Regions from separate parts of the Mus musculus genome. Here regions 1 and 3 are each linked to region 2. Evidence: chromatin contacts called from public promoter capture Hi-C data. All regions are on one chromosome and are shown on one strand. Each heading gives the region's core, a stretch centred on a gene start, on an enhancer-like site or on the middle of the called end of the contact. The rest is flanking DNA. Distances are from core to core; before and after follow the strand shown.

Evidence for each region. Promoter capture Hi-C pulls out the DNA fragments that hold promoters and counts their contacts. Capture Hi-C pulls out chosen DNA fragments and counts their contacts.
Region 1: a promoter capture Hi-C map of pre-B cells shows a contact between it and region 2. The contact joins the promoter of Naa15 here to the promoter of Exosc8 in region 2. A contact is called at or near these places in 2 of 39 promoter capture datasets (cranial neural crest and pre-B cells) and 2 of 484 Hi-C or Micro-C datasets (B cells and memory CD8 T cells).
Region 3: a contact with region 2 is called in a promoter capture Hi-C map of adipose tissue, with 2.4 times the contacts expected there. The contact joins the promoter of Rnf13 here to the promoter of Exosc8 in region 2.

What each region holds. Positions count from the first base shown.
Region 1 is chr3:51,414,350-51,418,223 of GRCm38.p6, forward strand. It overlaps Naa15 (N(alpha)-acetyltransferase 15, NatA auxiliary subunit), which reads left to right and starts at 1,667. Exons shown (of 20, transcript NM_053089.3): 1 at 1,667-2,027. The coding sequence starts at 1,974. It overlaps LOC108168868 (a long non-coding RNA gene), which reads left to right and starts at 2,034. Exons shown (of 2, transcript XR_001783830.2): 1 at 2,034-2,425.
Region 2 is chr3:54,733,726-54,737,584 of GRCm38.p6, forward strand. It overlaps Exosc8 (exosome component 8), which reads right to left and starts at 1,639. Exons shown (of 11, transcript NM_027148.3): 1 at 1,283-1,639; 2 at 571-607; 3 at 378-441; 4 at 1-6. The coding sequence starts at 1,299. Alg5 (asparagine-linked glycosylation 5 (dolichyl-phosphate beta-glucosyltransferase)) reads left to right here and starts at 1,814. Exons shown (of 10, transcript NM_025442.3): 1 at 1,814-1,924. The coding sequence starts at 1,859.
Region 3 is chr3:57,733,669-57,737,318 of GRCm38.p6, forward strand. It overlaps Rnf13 (ring finger protein 13), which reads left to right and starts at 2,389. Exons shown (of 10, transcript NM_001113413.3): 1 at 2,389-2,532.

The sequences.
Region 1 (3,874 bases), core at 417-2,916, 3.3 Mb before region 2:
CCCAGCACTTGGGAGGCAGAGGCAGGTGGATTTCTGAGTTCGAGGCCAGCCTTGTCTATAGAGTGAGTTCCAGGACAGCCAGGGCTACACAGAGAAACCCTGTCTCAAAAAAACAACAACAAAAAAGTGCTTATCTGGCATGCATAAAGCACCAGGTTAGCTCTTCAACAGCACACACTTGTAGAAAAGCTATTTATTTACTTACATCTTTGTATGTGAAGGATTTTCTTCTAGGCTTATCTATTTTATATGCATGAGCCTTTTGTCTGTGCGAGCACCCTGTGTATACCTGGCCTCTTCAGAGGTGCTGGGACCCAGCCTAGGTTCTCTGCAAGAGTAACAGGTCATTTCCCCTATGAACTCCCTCTCCAGCCCAGAATTCACTTGTTATTTATGTGTGCCAACATGGAGGTTAGAGAACAACTCTTTGGAGCCTTTTCTCTTTTTCCATCTTCATGTGAGTTCAGGGGTCAAATTCAGGCTGTCAGGCTTGCAAAGTAAGTGCCTTAATCCACTGAACCATCTCACCAACTTAATTTTCCTAAATCTTTAGAGAGATTAGTGTTCAAGGATACCCCAGGATTTGCCTGCTCTAAGCTTGCTCCCTTTTTGGTTTTTAAGAGATCGAATTCCAGGATAGCCAGGGAAACACTGGGAAATCCTGTCTCAAAACAAAACAAACAAAAACAGACCTAAAGGAGCTAAACTGCTGCACATCTTTATGACTCAGGATGCACAGATTACTAGAAGGTCCACATGAGATAATCAAGGGTAAAATGGCTCTTGTGACTCAATGGCTTGCCATTTTGTAAAGTTTTATTGTTAACTGTAATGAAACGTCTGGATCCTCTTCTCTCTCAGGCCTGACCTTGCTCAGTGGAGTCTGGCCTCTAAGGATTGAGGATTTCTGTTAACAGGCAGTTCAACAGATACAACCCTAAGCATGAATTAGAAGCCAACTCCAGGAGTCTCGGCCCTCAACTCCACCACATTAAGGTGACTCACACAGCCAGTTCCTCAACCTCGCATTATATGACTTCAGCAATGAAATAAATATACCTCAACCTTCAGAGGCTCCTTTGGCAGTATAAGTATGTCACTTCGGATCTGGCCAACACCTTTCCTGGCTATCTCTAGCAATAGTCAACAAAAATCACTGATACCCTAGCCAGCCGGGGCCCATTTCATAGGTCAAGCTCTTAGAGGCTTTTCAAGATGATTAAGCCCTCTTTTTCGGATCGGTTCACAAATTACCCTTCGCTCCCTTCTGTACACAATACAGGCACTTGGGCCTAGAACCATTATACCTCTTCTTAAAACATCTCCATTTTGGCACTTGATACTCAAGCTATGATGACACCATCTGGGTGAGTCTACCCCACCGAGAGAAAGGCAGGCCGGTCTAGCGAGAAGGGGCAGAAAGTCTGTTTCCAGAGAGGAGGCGGCGGCGGCGGAAGCGTCATTGGCGGCCCTCCCAGGCACACGGCACTGGCAGGACCGGCAGAGCCAACTCTGAAATCCGCGGCTCCGCAGGCCGGCCCGGCCTCCGCGTTCCCGGCAGGCTCCGGTGCATCGAGGGTGGGGAAGAGCGGGTCACCGCGCCTGCGCGTTGGGAGGTGTGACCCGGGTGGGAAAGCCCTCCGAGTCCGCCATTTTGGCTGCCTCTGTCGGTCTTTTCAGTTACCACGTGAACCGCCGACGGAGACCCGGGAGGGGGGAGGTGGCGGCGGCGTTAAGTGAGAAAGGGGGAAAAGGAGGAGAGAGAGAGAGAGAGAGAAAAAAAAGAAAAGAAAAAAAAAAAGAGGCGAAGGGAGTGTCAGGACAGGGCGGGCGCGGCGACCCCGGAGGCCTAGTGGCGGCGGAGTGAAGGCTTCAAGGCTGAAGTGAGCTCGGGAACGGCAGTGGCGGCGGCGGGCGGACAAACGGACTGAGCGAGCCGGGCGGTGGCGGGAGCCGCGGGAGGAGCCGGAACCATGCCGGCCGTGAGCCTCCCGCCCAAGGAGAACGCGCTCTTCAAGCGGATCTTGGTGAGTGTGAGGCGGCGAGCGGGCACCGGGGATGGTTTCGCTGGGAGCCGGGCCTGTCAGCCCCGAGCCCGGGCGGGCGAGCGGGCACCCGGCCACCCCGCGGGGACCCCACCTCGGCTGTGCTGGCTGGCGGGGCGCACTCTCAGCTCTCGTCTCGCCCCGGGAGCGCCCCCACCTCCGTCCGCGCGCCGCGGCCCGCGGGCTTCGAGGCCTCGGTTCCGGACTAGGCCCCGACTCCCCGGCATCCGCACGGCTCGGCTGCCGTTTACCCTCCTAGAGCGAAGGGAGGAGCAGCCTGGCCTTGAGCGGGGCAGCGGGCCGCACGGGCCGGGAGTCGCGGCCCCGCTCCGGACAGGGATTCTGCCGGCTGGTCGGGGTGGCACCCTCGGAAGGAACAGGTGGTGTGGCCGAGGCAGGGACTCATTCATTGCTTGAAAGCACTTCTCCCTCTCCGGCCCCGTCCCTCCCTCTTCCTCCCCATCTGGGATTCACCGGTCCCCGCCCGGCCGGGGGTCACTGTTGGACTCGAAAGAATGGACTCTTGTAGAAGCGGAGGCTACTCTGTCACCTCCATCCAGGCACTTGCATACTTGATCCTGCAGCCCCTCGGCCTCTTTTTTTGGGAGTGGGAAACGCAGCATTTGTTTGTTAGTTGGAGAGCAAAACGGCCCCACCCCGACACCCTTCTCCGGGAGGTGGGACTCATTTCTAGGGGCGGTCCGGTAGGAAGTTTCAGTACAGACTCCCCCTCCACCCCTTACTCTGAAGTTTTAAAAATAGCGGTGCAAAAACTTAGCAGGAGATAATAGAAGTGTCTTCTAAGATGGATCTTGTTGACGCTATCTCAAACTCATCCCCTGTGCTTCAGATGTTTGCGGTTTGCATAAAAATACACGCAGTGATAACTTGCGGGGGTATGGGCTTGAATCTGTTTACATTGTAAACTATGCCCTGCTTTATCGGCTCTGTCATTAATACATTGTAGCAGTTTTTGTTGTTAGTGTGAGGGTAGCTTCTTTTATACAAACTTTTTTGTGCGTGAAAGAATTAAGTGTATTCGCCAAACTTGACTTGAATTTTGGAGTGTGTGTGTGTGTTAGCCTTTTAGATTGCAGTTATAATTCGTTTGACAACAAAATAAGGAGATTAGATATTTGGCTTTTTCTTTTCTTTTTTTTTTTTTCTTTTTTCTTTTTCTTTTTTCTTTTTGGCTATTTATGGGCCAGAGAGATGGCTCAGTGGATAAAAGCAGTCATTGACTGTTCTTCCACAGGTCCTGAGCTGAGTTCCCAGCAACCACATGGTGGTTCTCAACCATCTATAGTGGACTCTGATGCCCTCTTCTGGGGTGCAAGACATTCAGGAAATAGAGCACTTATATACATAAAATACATAAATAAATCCTAAATAACCATTTATATTGAGGTGATTGATTTTACAGAACTATCCATGTAATCAATTTGTGTAGAAAAACATATTAGACAGTCACTTCCCGTACTACTTAATGGCGTTTTGTTTTCAGACCTTTAGAAGTCTTAAGTGGATTTGTAGCATAGTTTTTTGTTTTTAGTGTTCTGAGACAGATCTCACTTTCTGTAGCCAGGCTGGACTGGAACTCTTGGCAGTTTTTCTGCCTCAGCATCCCAAGAGGTGGGATTACAGATGAGAACTACTATGCACTTCTTGTGACAGTTCTAGAATGATTTTATTTTTTTATGTGTGGAGAGGTCAGAGGGCAACTTCCAAGAGTTGGTTCTCTTCCACCATGTGGGAGTTCCTGAGATTAAACTCAGGTCAACAGATTTGGCAGCAAAAAGCTGGGCTTAATATTGTCTGCCTTTAATCCC
Region 2 (3,859 bases), core at 389-2,888:
TTGAACCTGGAAAGGTAAACTTGGTATTCATAAAAAATTTTAAAAAGAAAAAAAAAAAGAAAATAACCACAAAGTTTCCTACAAAGTAGTTTAAATCTTTTTGTTTGCCTCTGAAACTCCCCCCACCCCCACCCACCCACCCCCTGAAACTTTTGACCGGTTCAGGTCAGTGACTTGAAAATGATATTACTACTTAACGTTTTTTCATCTTTTTCTTCGGTCTCCCAATTTGAACTAAAGTTTAGATCAACTACAAGGTTGGTGTGATGATAAAAATCTCTTAACATCACCCGATTGCGTTAGACATAGTAGAGCTGGCTGAAAAACTACGTGACACCAAGGATGTCCCACCCAACTAAAAGGAAGTTTATCTTCACCTATGTTGACAGTTGTGGCTCTGAATTCACCAAGTTCTCTTCCATCAGGACGGCAGTTTTCCTTCTAAATGTTTATAAGGAAACGGGTCATAGATGTATTTCGGGTACGCAGCATTAAGCCTCATTCATTTAAATGAACCGAAGCTTGGTGTTTTTACCCACAGCTCTAACGTACAAAACCACCTTCACTCACCAGAAATCTCCTGTAATACTCCAGCGGCTCCACAGTTCTGAAACAATGTTTAAAACGTGTCTCAGTCAGTGCGTCCTAAAGCAGAAACCCAGAACTTGAGAGTGTGGTGTCTGAGGCGTGATCTCGACAGGCTCAGGCGTTTGAAACTGTGTGGCCCGTATTTATAAAAGCCACACAGCAGCAACCGGTTTCCAGCGGTGACCTTAACTGTGCCATAGTCAGGAGGAACAGAGGCCCTTGGCACACCCAGAAGAGGGTCAACCTGGGTGTCAGTCACATCACTCGTGCTCTGAAGCAGGGACCTTAGCGTGACTTCGCGCCGTTATAAACCACACTCGCCAGCATCCACAACTTTACCACGGAAGAGTGTATTGTACATACGTTTGGCCTCCTCGCCGACCCGCGGCCACAAGTGACTGCAGGTAGGTACGGTGCACGCACCGCAGACGCGAGTTTGCAGGCTGCACGCGTGGGCGGCTCCGGGTTTAACCAGAGCGCGCCCAACGCTTTCCCAGTCCCTTCCGAGGGCGGCCCTGCGTGGAGAGCGGCGTGGCCCTCGGCTAAGAGGTCCGGGCCGTCCTGGATGCAGTGTCCCTCAGCGCCTCGAGTGGGCAGAGCCCTCCCGCGGCCCCGCGAGTCCTCGGGGGGGCCCCCACCCGCCGCCGCGCGCCACACCCGCACCCGGGCCCTCTTTGCGCGCGCCGCCACTCACTTGAACCCAGCCGCCATTTTTCCGGCCCGCTCTGCGCCTGCGCAGCCCTCCGCGCCTGCGCCCTCCGGTCGCCAGGCGTGCCTCCAGCCCAGGGCACTCGGAGGGATCCTGGGTTAGGGAAGTGCAGCTACCGTGTTCCTGCGCCCGAGGCATTAACGCCAGCTCCGGCCACCCCGAGCGTCCCGCTAGTCGCCAATCTCGCGGGGTCCCACGGGCCCGCGCGCTTGTGCACGAACACACTCCCACACACACGCAGGCGCACGAGATGAAAAGGGGGTGACCCTAAAACCCTCCACGGCGCCGGGCATCCTTAGATGGCTGCTCTGCACGGCGCGAGGGGTGAAGCCAGTGCACAGGTCCAGGGCTTTGACTTGCCGCACTCGGTGACCGGCCTGCAGTCCTCGGCGGAGCCGCGCGGGGGCGCTGCGGGGAGGCCTCGGCTTTCCTGCCGTGGCGGGGCACGGCCAGGCGGGGGCGCTGCGGGCGGCGGGCGAGGGCTAGGCCGGCCTCTCCTGCGGGGCCGGCTGGGGCGGGGCGCGGCGCCGCACCGCGCTTCCGCAAGTGTGGAGCTGCGGGATGGCTACGCTGCTACTGCAGCTGCTGGGGCTCGGCGTGGCGCTGGCGGCTGCCGCGCTCATTCTGGTGAGACCGTGGTGGAGTCCGGTGCTCCGGGTGTCCCTTCCGCGCTTCCCTCGCGTGCTTGGCTCCCTTGGCCTCAGATTCCCTGAAATCCTTTGAACCTTTGTTCCCCTTTGGAACCCTATTTGAGTGCCCAGAGCCTCCGCCCAGCTTTTCGGGGCTCCTGCTTCTGAACCCCCGCCTGTCACCCCTCCACGCCACTCCCCAGTCTTCTTCCTGGGGCTCCCATATGCACTGCAGCTGGAAAGAGCGGCCGATCCATAAGGCTAGGGACGATGGGTCAGCAAAAGATAGGCCCAGACGGCGTTCTATTCATTTTGGCCAGGGGTCTTTTTGTTTTGTTTTGGGTTTTTTTGCTTGAGAATCAGGCACCTTAGCGTTTTCTTTGCCATTCCTGTAGAAACGTGGCAGACCCCTTCTGATTATGTAGAAGAGGACATATTTGCCAACTAAACTCTGCCACATAGTTTGAAAAGGAGCCTGTAACTCATTCAGAAAGCAGATTCTGAAAAGCTTGCCTGTATTGAGACAGGTGGCCAGAAAGGCCTCTGCCACCTAGCCAATGTACATGTGCACATGCACAGTCTTGGAGTGGTGTAGCCAGATGACTGTCGCTGTGTGTCCGGTGAAGCCAGGCGCCCTCTCTCACTAAAATGCCTTCTTTAAAGGCTTGGAACAAATCTGAACTTTGTTGGCCACGTTCCGGGTTGTGGCCACTTTACTTTGAATCCTTTATACAGACTTAGCTGACTGTGTGTGCACGATGAGGCTGTGTGGACTGTACTAGATCCCACTGGCTTGAACGAGTAGAGGTACCCTTTATTTTACTGCAAGCATGTTGCACTTGGTGTGCAGTGCGTTGCATCTTGAAGCCTACTTTCCATCTGCCTGTTGGCATTCTTTCTCTCCGCCCACTTTTTTTTTTTTTTTTTTTTTTTTTTTTTGAGACAGGGTTTCTCTGTATAACTCTGGCTATCCTGGAACTCACTTTGTAGACCAGGCTGGCCTCGAACTCAGAAATCCGCCTGCCTCCCGAGTGCTGGGATTAAAGGCGTGCGCCACCATGCTCGGCCTCCGCCCACTTTTGAAAATAAATTTAAAACAATTCCAAATAACATTTCATCTCTAAATCATCTGCATTTATTTCTATAAGGACTTCCTTCTAAAACTTTACTGTAATAAGTTAATTCCAACCGTCTTTAAAACCTGTTATTTCTGTGTTTCCAAATACCCTGTCAATTTAAATACTCGGAGTTTGCCAGTATGGAGTTTGCCAGTGTGGATTTTTTTTTTGGTTTTGGTTTTGGTTTTTTTTCGAGATAGGGTTTCTCTGTGTAGCCCTGGCTGTCCTGGAACTCACTCTGTAGACCAAGCTGGCCTCGAACTCAGAAATTTGCCTGCCTCTGCCTTCCAAGTGCTGGGATTAAAGGTGCACACCACCACACCTGGCGCCAGTATGGATTTCACAGACGCCTTCCTAAGCATCTTTAACTTGCCCTCCACATTTCTTGTAGGATCTTGAGATTTAATTAAGTTCACGTGTGTCTTTTTGATGGGCTTTGGAGTGTTTTGTTTTGTTTTTTTTTAAATGAAAAGTCCTCAGGTACCCAATCACCAGAAACACTTTCACATATGAAAGCACACATTTTTTAAAAATGATGAGATGTTTCCCCTGACATCTTAAGAGGGTGGCCAGTTTTACTTTTGCGTTATTACAGACGTAAATTTTTCTGTCTTCATTCAGTGTAGTGATTATTCTTTCGATGCTGAAGTTTCTTTTTCACAGGTCTGAGAAATGCCTTCAAGTGACTCACCTACTTGTCCTCAAGTGACCCCCTGTACCTGTTCCCTTTCATGCAGCCCTCGTGGGTACAGATGGAATTTGCTTTCTCTATGATATGCTGTGTTAATAATACACCTTCCCACCCCAGACCTGGA
Region 3 (3,650 bases), core at 1,139-3,638, 3.0 Mb after region 2:
CTCATCTTGACCACATAAGGAGTTAACTAAAACCCCAAAATGGAGGGCACACTTGTGAAGAACTTTTGCTTAATTTTAAGTACCAAGATACATTTCTAATCCAGAACTTTGAGGTAGGAAGACAAGCCTTTAATCAAGATCTTTTAGTTGGGAAGATACATCTTTAAAACAGATCTTTTGAGGTGGGAAGACCCTCCTCTTACCTGGGCTACACCTTCTGCTGGAAGCCTATGGAAGGACAGGGGAGAAGGAAGCTTTTGCCCTTTGCTTGCTTGCTCTCACCTTGCTAGTGAGTCCATTCCTACACTGGCGTTAGAGCCTACTTAGGGATCCCAGTGTGTACAGTTGAGCCTACTGGATTCTTGGACTTTCTATTCATAGGCAGCCATTATTGGATTAGCTAGACAGCAGCCTTTACATCATTCTAATAAATCCCACATATATTGATATATTCATATATGTTCATTCTATAAGTTCTGTCACTTTAGAGAACCCTGGCTAATAAACCCTTGAAACCAAAGGCCCAACTAAACATTTGCTTTTATAAGTTGCCTTGGTTATAACACACAGTCATAGTAAATAAGACAGTCTTATGTTTCCTAGGCTGGCTTTGAAGTGGCTACAAAGCTAAAGAGGCCCTGTAACTTTAGATCCTCCTGAGTGCTGGAATTTTAGGCCTATTCCATCACATCCAGATGATTGGATTTTAGGAGGGAATAATTGGTGTTTTTTTTTTCTTATCATCATATACTCTATTAAAATTTTCATGCTCTCGAAAAAAAGACAATTGAAAATATTATTTTCCACTCTATCTTCTAATTTGCCTTCATTCAATACAAGGGATATATATATATATATATATATATATATATATATATCACCATTAGTCTGCCCAAGTGCAACACAAATACATTACCTTGCTTATTTCTGAGAGAACTATATATTTACCATGGATTACAGAGCAGACTGAATACAGAAGCAAAATGTTCTCTTCTTAAGAGTTTCTATTTAAGGAATTAGCAACTGGCTTTATTTTTTGTCCTTAAAAAAACTTTTATATTATGGAAGAAATCTAATTTAATATAGAAAACCATTTTGAGAGAATTTAATTAAAGATGCATCAAAAGATATAGCACCTCTCTGTATAGTACTCTAGCCTTCATAACAATATTCCCAATCTCGACCTTCATGACTTTGTCAAAGCACAGTTATATAGTTGTGAATGTCTTCTTCCCAATACATGAAAAATACATTAACTATACAATTATGGGCTATGCAGCTGAAAATGTTTTTGATGGTCCTTATTATTCTAATCTGATTCTTTTTTGTTCCCTCCCTTTTCTGTAACCCAGAGTCTAGTGCTTGCTAGGCAAGTGCTCTGGGTGCTGACTGTGAACTCAATCTTCAATCCCTTACATTTGTTTTCTTAAATTGCTTGAGTGGTATTTAGAGTAGATTCTAGTTTAAAAGGCACAAGAAAAAAGAATAGGAAATCTTTCTATTCTTGTTCCCCACCTACTTAGGGCTCCTGAAGCAAACGAGGCTATAAACAACTTACATTCCTGTAATAACTCCCCCCACAACCAAAATCCAAACATGTTAATTAAATATTTGATGCCAGTATGGGCCTCAAAGATGCTTTATTAGGGCCAGTTCGATTAGGGCATGTCAGAATCTTTGCATCAAACCGCATTAAAAACAAAAGGCAGTAGTTTAGGAGCTGTTAATGTTGATGGCCCAATAGGTCATTTCAATCCAAGAACTCTGCTTTTTCAGACTAGGGGGTGAAAAAGTATGAGAACTCAAGGGATGAGATTTTCGTTCCTCAAAAGGTGACATGGTTTTTGAAAGGCTGTTTTGAGGACTGAATCGCGTGGTTGGACTTTGGCTAGTCAAGCAGTGAGCTGATCAGCCCGGCTCCCTGCCAGGCCTCGTGGTTCTTGCATAAACCTCGGGCGGTTAGTTCTAACCCGACCTGGATTCCAGCGCAAGGCGTCACCCGGAGTTCCCCGCCCTCATCGGCCCTCTCCCGGGAGGGTGCAAGACACTTCGCGGCTCTTCGGCCTCGGATCGCTGCGGGCCACTCAGACACACAGCCTTCGCTAGGGCCTCACTCTGCAAGCCAATCATCTGCGGATCAGGCTGGGGCAGTCCAGGGTGGCTTCTCCACCGCACCCAGGGCTTCCAAAAGCCGTCCCTCCCTCATCTTCCCCGTTCCTAATAGGGATGATGTATCACGCGGTTCAGAACGACACTCAAAAACTGGGCAATTCTCCCAACCCAGCAGAGGCAGGCTGCGCGACTCCGCGAGAGGGGCGGGGCCGTGACGGGCAACATCACAGCCCAATAATATTTCTTTACCTCCGAGTATGGGCCAATGAGGCATGGGAGGCGGGACTTCCGCTTGCCCGCTGTTGTGGTCCCTTCTCCGACTTGCTTGGGTAGGGGCTCAGTGCGGATACTCAGTCATGAAGTCCGGGTAGCGACTTCTCTTGGGTGGCCGTGAGCCTAGGTTCCGGGGGCGGACTTCAGGTAAGAACCAGCGTGGCTCCGCAGCGGTAGGCGGGGGTTGTCGGGCCTGGCCGGGAGAACACACCCACTCCGGCCTGGGTGCGGTAGCCCGAGGTGGGGACGGTCGGGCTCCTCTGCTACGTGCAGTGACAGCACAGGCCCGTGCGGGAGAGGAGTCCTTAGCATCCCATCCTGCGGGCTGGTAGATCTGAAGTTGTCGGGCTATGGATTTTGCTTCCCACGGCCCCTTCCAGAGGTCCCCGTGGCCTGGAAAGATACTTGGAAGACTTCTCTAGTCCAGGACTTGCCTCTTAAGTCCTCGGCGAAAATACTCTCGGGCTGTTTTGTCTTTAAAAAGAAGAAGAAGAAAATCTCATCGCTTGCTTCCTTCCTTTTCTCACCCACTCCCCTTTCCTTCCGTAAAAGCTCAGCTCACAGGCTTGGACGTGACCTTGCTAGGGCCACATACTGCCTTTTTTTTTTTTTTTCCTACCCAATGTTGGAAGTCCGAACTTTTTTGCAAGGACGCTTATTGAATTGATCTGCCCCTGAGAGGGAAACAACTTTGCTGCATGTTCTCTGCTTGCTTATGGTCAATTGCCCTATTTTCTTCTAATCTGGCAGTAGTTAATTTCCATAACTCCCATTTTAATCTTCAATTTCAGCACCGTGGGCAGCTGCTATAGGCTGATGTCTGCCCCAAACCTGCCTGGATTATACTGTTTTCTACCAGTGATGCAGCAGTTCCAGTGGAAACTGCGTTCCTTTCAGCAGTGCCCAGAAGACAGCTGCACTTTCTGATACAATACAGTAAAGTGGCCGTGCCTCCCAAGAGCCAGTAGAGACAGGCTATTTAAAGATTTAGGGAAGAACTTTTGAGAGTTTAATTGGCCACAGGGTCATTGTTTATTTATTTGAGACATGGTCCTTACATGTAGCCCAGTCTGATCTCAGACTTCCATTCTTTTGCCTCAGCTTACTCAGTACTGGAATTACTAGCCATCAAGCCTTGTTTAAAGACAGTTTTTAATGGGTCAAAAAGAATTCATTTCAGAGGACTGTGGTCTTTAAATAGGAGTTGAGTGTGGAGGGCCACAGGGATTCATTAATAGACTTTTTTCTTCTTTTTATAATCTATG